2 separate regions of the Zea mays genome follow, and region 2 is linked to region 1. The links are chromatin contacts, called in public Hi-C maps. All regions are on one chromosome and are shown on one strand. Each heading gives the region's core, a stretch centred on a gene start, on an enhancer-like site or on the middle of the called end of the contact. The rest is flanking DNA. Distances are from core to core; before and after follow the strand shown.

What was found. Hi-C and Micro-C count contacts between places; a contact is called where the count stands out from the background.
Region 2: a contact with region 1 is called in a Hi-C map of ear, with 6 times the contacts expected there. The contact joins the promoter of LOC100273363 here to the promoter of LOC103633079 in region 1. A contact is called at or near these places in 14 of 25 Hi-C or Micro-C datasets (bundle sheath, ear, leaf and 4 more) and 1 of 3 datasets of contacts at active chromatin or transcription factors (leaf).

Annotation. Positions count from the first base shown.
Region 1 is chr7:148,568,931-148,573,601 of Zm-B73-REFERENCE-NAM-5.0, reverse strand. It overlaps LOC103633079, which reads left to right and starts at 2,489. Exons shown (of 14, transcript XM_008654759.4): 1 at 2,489-2,766; 2 at 3,249-3,454; 3 at 3,562-3,651; 4 at 3,759-3,859; 5 at 3,978-4,091; 6 at 4,197-4,278; 7 at 4,386-4,453; 8 at 4,540-4,605. The coding sequence starts at 3,289.
Region 2 is chr7:148,840,983-148,845,653 of Zm-B73-REFERENCE-NAM-5.0, reverse strand. It overlaps LOC100273363 (Salt tolerance-like protein), which reads right to left and starts at 2,625. Exons shown (of 5, transcript NM_001147802.1): 1 at 2,287-2,625. The coding sequence starts at 2,379.

The DNA of each region.
Region 1 (4,671 bases), core at 1,240-3,739:
TTGTATCTGGATCGTATTTATTATACAAGTATAATATCCATTTGAAGGAGAATAGGATCATGTATCTTCTCTTAACATTACATCTTGCCAATTCATGCTTGTAATATGCACTTCAGTAGGTAACTTCTGTCAATACCACTTTCTAAGGATTAGAGATTGATCTACCTATAACACATTTCCCCCTTATTCATCATCCTCCCTTTTCTATTTCAATGACTGCCTATAATCCTTTTTTGTCTCTACTCTTTATTATCCTTTCTTATCTATTGATATTGTGAATACTCAGTTACTGTACAACATCTTTGTTGATAAAAACATATGTGCAGTCAGTTCTTTATGTAGAACATCTCTTAAGTAATTGCTTTCCTGCAGATTTTTCATCGCCAGCTCAATAGGATTTTACCTGAGGAACATTTTGCTTTAATTGGTTTGATCTGATGTGGTTGCTGGTAATTTGATATGAGCAGGAGGCAACTAATCAACAATGTTCATTGGTGTAGGGCCACACCACACATATGGACTACTTCAATTTGTGTGTCAAATCTATTTTCCACAAAGAAATTATTTAAACAAAAGGATCGCATCACAGAGAAGGATGGGACATTGATGAGGCAAGATTAAGATTCAAACGGAAGTTCTGGGAGAAGGCTGTGGAGATATATGATCTATGTGGAAAGGATGGTGCATGGTGGGGTGTTAAAGGTTACATGCGAGACAATTTTAACCATAGCAATAAGGTCACCTCACACAAAGAGCATTTTCAGAACAGTAGGCTCGTGAAATCTGTGTTGGATATGTATTGGAAGTGTTGGGGACTTGTTCTCAAATGCTAAGAATTAAGAACAAGGCAACATAGAAAATGTTAAGTGTAAAAGTCCTTCGTCCTCCATAACATTATATCCCCTTGGAATATAAAGCATCTCGGACGAAGGTTACGAAGGACGTAGCTTCGTAAGCGTGACAATGAGGAACGAAGCATTCATATAAATCATGAGATATGAAAATACTTAAATGTTATCATAAAAGCATCTCCATTTTTATTATTATAAACGAATGTAAATGACTCCAAATTACAAATGTACCTTCGGTCTTGAAGAATACAAGTGTGATGTGAAGGCAAATGACAGGTTCGTGTGAACAGTACGGGGGTACTGTTCATCTATTTATAGACACAGGACGCAGCCTGTGACGAATTACAATTATGCCCTTTACAAAAGTTTACAACATTATCTTAGACCTCTATGGATAAAAAGGTCATTCTATCTTTATGTCGGTTTGCAACGCCGAAGCTCTATAAAAAGGAACCTTCGGCCATTTCCTGGGGACGATTTCAGCCGAAGCTGCTTCTTCACGCAAGACCTTCGGCGCAACGAAGCATGGGCCCAACAGGAAGCTTCGTCCTATTACCGGTTCATCCTTAACACACCAAACAAGGTATGACCCAACACGTGCAGTTGACCCAATCATTGAAGATGGTCACTACACCTTGTTTCGAAGCCTAGCGAGATTGGACGCCACAGTGTTCAATTGTTACACGCAGATGGTATTTGTGCAGATATCAGGTTTAATGTTGAGCATAGACAATATTTAAAGATTTTTCGTGTTGAGCTTGTTTTGCTTTTGGCCAAATGTTGATAGTGTTTTTTGTACAAAAGTGATGCATTGTACTATCATATATAGAAGTCTGCATGGTATTGATGGTTCCAATAGAGTGGTGAAATAGGTAGATTAAAATAACAAAATTTATGTATGGCTAGGATCACAAATGGATTACGAAACTTTTTCTTATAATAGTATAATACACATTTGTATATAGGGTATTATTGTATTACATATTCCCGTTGCAACGCACAGGCACTCACCTAGTTATACCTAAAAGGTCTAGAATGTGTCCGACCGTCCGACCATGTTCATGGATGCGGGTCGAAGACATCGTTTCCTTATGAAAACAGCGTTTTTATTTTTCTTTCTCTTTGTTTGATAAATAAACCATCACATAAGTAAATTGTTTATCTTACAGTATAACTAATACTTATAGAAATTGTACTGACATCTTTATTGGAACAGTCCTCCGTCACAATATCATGTCCGTGATCGAAATATAAAATGTTAGTATTTGTTTTTTTCAAACACGGATCAGATTATATCAAGCTTATAATTTTGCCTAACAATTGTTTTACCTTAATACCAAAAAATACAGATTATATTTATATAAGTTAAGCAAATTAAATTTATAATTTTTGTATAACTTTAACAATTTAGCAAGTCTCTTGTTTTTTCTTTCTGGTTTCGATCATGCCACTGACCACCGCAAGATCACAGTGTTATATTTAGCAATTAGTTCTGCTTGTCTTGGTGTCATTTGCTCTTTCACCGTCCCCAAGGGGGAATCATCGTGCGCTCAGCCACCGTCGTGCCGCACATGGCGGACACACGGGTCCTCCGTGAATGTCGTAGGTTGTGATGATTGGCGTGGGCCTAGGATAGTAGAAAGGTGAAAAGGGGAAAGAAAACACCCTTCCTCGGCTCGATTTTTTTCTACCGTTTTGTTTTCCATCCAATTCAAGGGAGGCAGGAACCACCAACCACCTTCTCCTGTCCCGCTCCGTCCGGTTCCATTCCTCTCCTCCTCCTCTCTTCTCTTCCCTCGAACGAAGGGGAGGAGGAGGAAGCGCCTCGCCGGCATTGCCCTCTAGCTCCTGTCATACCACAAACCTCGATTGTCATCTTGTCAAACCACGAACCACCACCGTCTTCTTGCCGGAGGTAACGAACGACCACTTCTCCTGCCTTCGACCAATGCAACATCCAGAGCAAATGGATGTTGCATTTTATAATCCGTTTTACTAGTTTGGTTTTACATGCGCGCCATGCACGGATAATTTTGCTCTGGTTCCATCACCCCTGCGAGCGAGCGCGTCGTTTTCAAGGACATCGACGTGGCGCACAAGCAACCGCGAGCATTGAACGCTGGGGGTGGCGTTCCCCTTTCGGCCGCGTATCGTACCGAGCCACAACTTCCGCGCAGGGAGGCCATCCGCGGGGTCAGCACCGACCACGCTCTTCACGGGTCACTGCTTGTCGGCCTGCCTACATTACCAGTGTTGGGCGCTTTTGCCGGCTCTCGCTGCATTTTGCAATCGATACGCATGAACATGACGCTGGTTCGGTCGTGCCAATGTGCGTGACGCATGTGGGTGACTGAGCATCCATTGATGGGTCAGTCGCTTTGTTTGTGTTCCTTTAAGGTTGGATCCATAGCAAGAAAAGCAGACGTGGAGTACAGCAATGGCTAGCGAGGAGCGGATCCTAGTATCGGTGCGGCTACGGCCGGTGAATGCGCGAGAGGCGGAGCGCGGCGACGGCTCCGACTGGGAGTGCGCCGGTCCGACCACGCTCATGTTCCACGGCAACATCCCAGAGCGTGCAATGTTCCCCGCCTCATACACCTACGGTGAGAATGCATGCATGCATGCATCCTTCTGCTCTATTGCGTCTCTCACATTCAAAGAGTCGACGCTCAATCACAACTCACATTTCTCTCCTCGTCCTCTGCTTCAGACAGGGTGTTCAACCCTGAGTGTAGCACACGCCAGGTGTACGAGGAAGGGGCCAAGCAGGTGGCCCTATCGGTGCTCAGCGGCATCAACTGTACCTATATATGCTTTGCAGAAGCAACACCAGTCATATACTACTTCACGACATTGAAATGCAAATGTTCTTACACAAATTTTCTTCTCTGGATCCCTTCGCATCAGCAAGCATATTTGCGTACGGCCAGACGAGCAGCGGGAAGACGTACACGATGGTCGGCATCACGGAGCGTAGCATGGCAGACATCTACGACTACATTGACAAGGTCAACTCATGGTCGTAGAGCTACTGATTCATTAGATTTTGTCTGAACCAAGCAACATCTTTCTATTTTTGCTATGAATTCCCATTCGACTCCAACATTTTGTTCTGGTCTCTTGTAGCATCCTGAGAGGGAGTTCGTGCTAAAATTTTCGGCGATGGAGATATACAATGAAGCCGTGAGGGATCTCTTGAGACCTGACGCAACACAACTAAGGCTTCTTGATGATCCAGAGGTGAACTGCTCTAGACTGTTACCTAAAATTGAAAAGAGTGGAAACCTCTTGCATGCTTGTACAACTCATGTATATCCATGTGTCTACCATTCTTGATTCGATCAGAAAGGAACTGTAGTAGAGAAACTCACCGAGGAAACCCTTAGGGACAAAGGCCATCTCTTGGAGCTCCTTGCAGTGTGTGAAGGTGTTGAACCAAAGTTTCTTTCCTTTCTGTTTGAAGAAACAAGATTAAAAGAAGCACCTCCCGTTAGGTTACTTCTAGTGCACTAATCCTTTCGGTGTCTGGGACAGCTCAAAGACAGATTGGGGAAACTGCCATGAACGAAACAAGCTCCAGATCGCATCAGATACTCCGACTGGTTGTCCCTTGTGCATTACTGAATGATGTGCAAATGTTTTAGTAGGAATTAGTTTTTTGTTCTAAAAGAACACGTTCAAGTTGCAGACGATCGAGAGTTCAGCAAAGCAATTCATGGGACGAGGCAAATCGAGCACCCTTCTAGCTTGTGTGGTATGGATCTTTATTATGCTGCATTTTGTTATCACATCTCAAGTAACAATTCATTGTTCAATGTAT
Region 2 (4,671 bases), core at 1,376-3,875, 270 kb before region 1:
GAGCTGAAGTTTGAAGGAAATACCCTCTCTAGTAAAAAAAATGCTTGTCGCATTTGACTTTACACGATCTTTGATGTACATATTTGACCCTAATTTCTTCTAGAACACTCTTAAAATCCTTCAGATTTGTGAGATTCAGCAAGTATTTTCCAGTACAATTCTACAGTTATAACTTGCATGTTTTCAAACTAATAAATAATTTTAAAGTTATTGATGTTTGTAGATTTAAAGGTTTGACTAAATACTATCCTAGACAACATGTTTTTATGACCAGAGGGAGTAATAATTCTGTAGAAGATGGGATTTTCCAGTAAAACGATTTATGAGTGCATAACAACAATATTAGGCACCCAGACAATGAAGGCTCATTCAATCATTTGAAGCCCTAGAAGAGGTCCCGTACACACTGCTTTGCAAAAGAATCAAACCAAGCCCACTAGCATCAGGCAGCCTTTGATATAGAATCATGGTTTTAGCTTTTACCTCACAGACGGCATAGCATGATGATAACTTTAGTAGCATCCAAAACTGGCAGTCTACAAGTACATTAGGGGCTGTTTGCTTTGCACCTAAGCAGAGCTGCCTGGTGCGAGCGCTGCTCCTAAGGCTCTGTTTGGGATAGCTCCATCTCCAGAAAATTTGGTGGTGTTCGTGGACCAAGTCATTAGGTGCTCCAGAAAATCGTGGAGCTGGAGCTGTGAGCCTTTAAAACACATTTAGATAAGTCATTTTATATATTATTTAGATTAAAACTGTTTTTAAACTATTTAAATTGATATTATAAACTATAGCTCCACACTGGAGCTAGAACCTGTAGCTATCCCAAACACCCCCTAAGCGTTCGATTACAAGCGTTTGGGGCCAGGATTGCTGGCTGGAGGGCAGCTCGCCTGGAAGACCATGAAGCAAACACACCCTTACATTCCATGTTTCTATTCCTTTGAGAAACTGCACTAAACAGAGCTTAAAAGTGCAATATTCCAAGGCAACCCCACTCCAAAAAAAAAACTATTCTGATGGCCTGGGCCTTGCTACGGAACTCCATGTCTCCATTACCCTATAGGAGGTAAGATCTTAAACAATTTTTGCTTAAAAATACATACAACAATTAAGTAATTAGTAAATAATTAAATTATTAAAAAAATAAAATCATAGAAATTTCTGCCGGCTCTTCTTCCTTAACTAGTAGTCTAGTACTGCATGCAGACCTAGATAGTGGACAAGTGACCGTGTGTTCCAGGGGCCGAGTTTATGATACATGAGATCGGCCATGTCTACTGACACATTGCATGAACCCCGCACAAAATTGCTTATGTAATCAAATAATTATTTCATCGTTCTCATATAAAAAACTGTATATGCCGGGCTAAAATAAATATAATATGTAAAATTAACATGTTGGGATAAATTATTACTTCATAGAGATCCCAACTTAAAAAAGTTACATGACGCGTTTGGAAGCATTTGTTGTTTTTCAAATATGTTGTTTTTCCCATTCCGCAATATTGGCTCCTAAGAGGTAATATGTGTTCATAGACATCAAGATCATCGGTCCACAGCCATCCTGGAGTACCCATTTTGATATAAATCTTTTCTTGTGCGCACAAGTCTGGAAGAATCACGATCACCTTACAGCAACTCTAGTAGTTCTCTAAAAGACTCCCTACCTCAGTTAGGTAGATGACCTAAAAACTCCTCTCCAACAGCTCTCTAAATAAGTTTCCTAAATTTAGCTACTTTTTGTCTAACCTTATTTTCTCTCTACATTTAGTAACCATTTACCAACAAAAAAAAAACTGGCGGCAATTGTTTTTTATTTCAGCGCATTTTTCCCATCTGGGGTTGTTCTTTAAGTGCTTTGCGTTCCTGAGAATAAGATAATACTCGATTCTAAGAGGCCAATTGGGCCAACCCAGGTGAATCGCCCCGAGCCCATAATATGGTTACATGCTCTTCTGATTTTCTCAATACCCATCCAAGGAACTCCGACAAGTTTGTCACTGTCAAATGCTAGAATGTTCCATTTTCCTCCGTCGGGATCTTATCAATTTGAACTAGTACGGTTACGAACCCCATGCTAGATCGAAACAGACGCAGGATCGTCGAACGTCGATTCGTCGAAATGGAGAAAATGGGAACACGACAGAGACCGACCGCACCAACTAGGACGGAGGTAATAAAGACCACCGTGCCCGCCCGCCACCCCAATCGAAACAGCACCCTCGTCCGATCTGCGAGAGGGACGACGACCTCCGCGGGTCAGAGGGAGTAGGGAGCGGAATTAACCTTCTCGTCGCAGGGCCGGCAAAGCGCTGCCTCGTCGGCCGCACAGAAGAGCACCGCCGGTGCGCTCTCGCACACATCGCAGATCGTCCGCATCCCAACGCCGCGCCGCTCCCGACGCCAGTGTCATCGCTCCGCCGCCATCCGGGCGACAAAAACCGCAGGTCCCCCGCCTCGCGCCGATCCCCTGTGATCCTTCCCAGCGCTAAAGGTGTCGGCAGACGACGGGGCGGCGGCGGGGAGATGTGGACCAGAGGCGGCAGCAGAACACAGGCCGCACAGGAGCTTGGAGTCTTTGGACGAGGAGAGATGTGGCAGCGAAGCGACTAGCGAAGGGCGACGACACGGCGGAAGAGGTATATGATTTGGATGTGGTGGTGCACTGGTGCGGTGCGGTGGTGCCTAGTATGTGGTGGACCCGTGCTCTAGAGGCATCGTACTTGCCAACATTTCCTAGGCGCAGTCTATGCACCCAGAACGACTCCTGAACGGCTGAACCACAGCAAGCGACAAGCCGCCAAGTGAACTGTTTTGGTACGACTATGGACCGTACTCACGCAACTCTCTACTCGAGACTGGCCCAACACTATTTGATGCTCTACGTCTTCTTCGGCTACAGCGGATACCAACATTATCATCACCGACATGCGGGGTAGGGATGCCTGGGCCCAGGAATCTGTGACTCGTACCTGGTCACCTGGAGTTGATGAGCTGGTGGGAGTTAGGTTCGGTTTTGGATTTAGGCGTAGGTGGGCCCTCGAGAGATGTCAGCCACAGAATGGAAAGGGAGCGGGATTTTGGGGTTGTGGCTCTGAATCAATCTGCATTCTTTCATGACTTTTTTTGTCGGCTACCAACCTACATAGCCAATCCATATATTTTGTGCATGTTTGGTAATTGTTGGCTCCGAGTTAGGGTTAAATAATTGGATGGAACCGTAGCGGTGCTCTTTGCGGGAGTCGACAGTTCGTGATGTAGGGACAGATAATCTGTAGCTGCTTCTTCTCTACGTGCTTTCGAATAGCCCGTGATGACGCAGTCTTCTTCTTCGCAGAAACTTGAATCTCGTCTCTCGGAAAGGACCCCGTCGGGGAGGAGATCTTAGAGTTGTCTTAGGATCGACATGTCATTCAAGACGTCTCTAGACAACGTTGAGCCAAAGAGAGGTAAAGAAATAGGTCGAGTAAGACTAATACCAGGACTAGATTACTCCTACTCCTAATGCATAGGGAAAAAGACAAATAAGATAAATATGGTAAATTGGTTTGATTTGATCGATTATGGCAGTGTAAATCGGTCGTACCCCTTCATTTATATAAGGGGGTCTAGACCCATTACAAGTCGGTTCCCAAACAAATCTCGCGAAGTTTGCTAACAAAACCCGCAAGAAATCGGGAACTCTAACTGATTATGTTCACGCGCGAACCGTCCACGCCGCCACGATGGACCGTCCGCAGACTGTTTAGGGCTAGGGTCGGATCGTCCACCTATCATAAACATTGCTCAACATATGCCCTGTCTTTTGGTGGAGCTTGTCAAATCAAAAGCACCTGGACTAGCAACATCTTCCAAGAAACAGTAAATTTCATAAGTCATCTTGTTCCCGAAATAAGAACTCAGACTGATGTAAGTCATGGATCTTTCAACTATCACTATAGTTATTTAATAGAATTCTAATGCATAAAGTTCGTTTAGGATTGTATCTTTTTCAGCCATGACCATTTGATTAACGAGTCAAAAGGTATAAAATTGTGGTCCCCCAAGCCCGAATAAGCAAAGGGACTATGCATGTAATATGGGTTTGTCGTCGTGCTATTCCATATTTGAACAAGACAATACATTGGCGATGAGTAGGCTGGTGGAAAGTATCTTGACACCACTGGATATGGATGAATAGGCGACACTTGTTGCGTCGCCTTTTGGGCCGCTTTAGTCAGCTGTGTTGCTTTTTGCGAATGATCGGGGTTTCTTCGTTGCTGACCACGTGGAATGACCTCTTGTTAGCATATTTGAAGAGTAATTGATCAAAAGTAGGGACGGATTTGACCAGCCGACTAAGTGCTTTATAAGTGCTTTACCCCCACATACCTTTTCTAGTTGTCGAAGCTTGTAGGTGTGTGGATGTTGTGGCCTTCGTTACCGGACCGTCTGGCTGGGTCAGCCGGACTGTCCGCCGTAGGCTCAGGAGTATCCAAGCAAAAATGTCGCACCATCCACGATGTGCGGGACAATGAGCTTTGATCGCTTGTCTAATTGTACTTGCCCCCCAACGTCTCTAGTCTTATTAATCCTCTTGGCCGGAGCCCTCCGAGTAACTACTCCCTATGATATATTTGGCGTGCGAGGATCAACAATGATAAGGTCTTTTCCTTTGCCTTTATCGGCCAC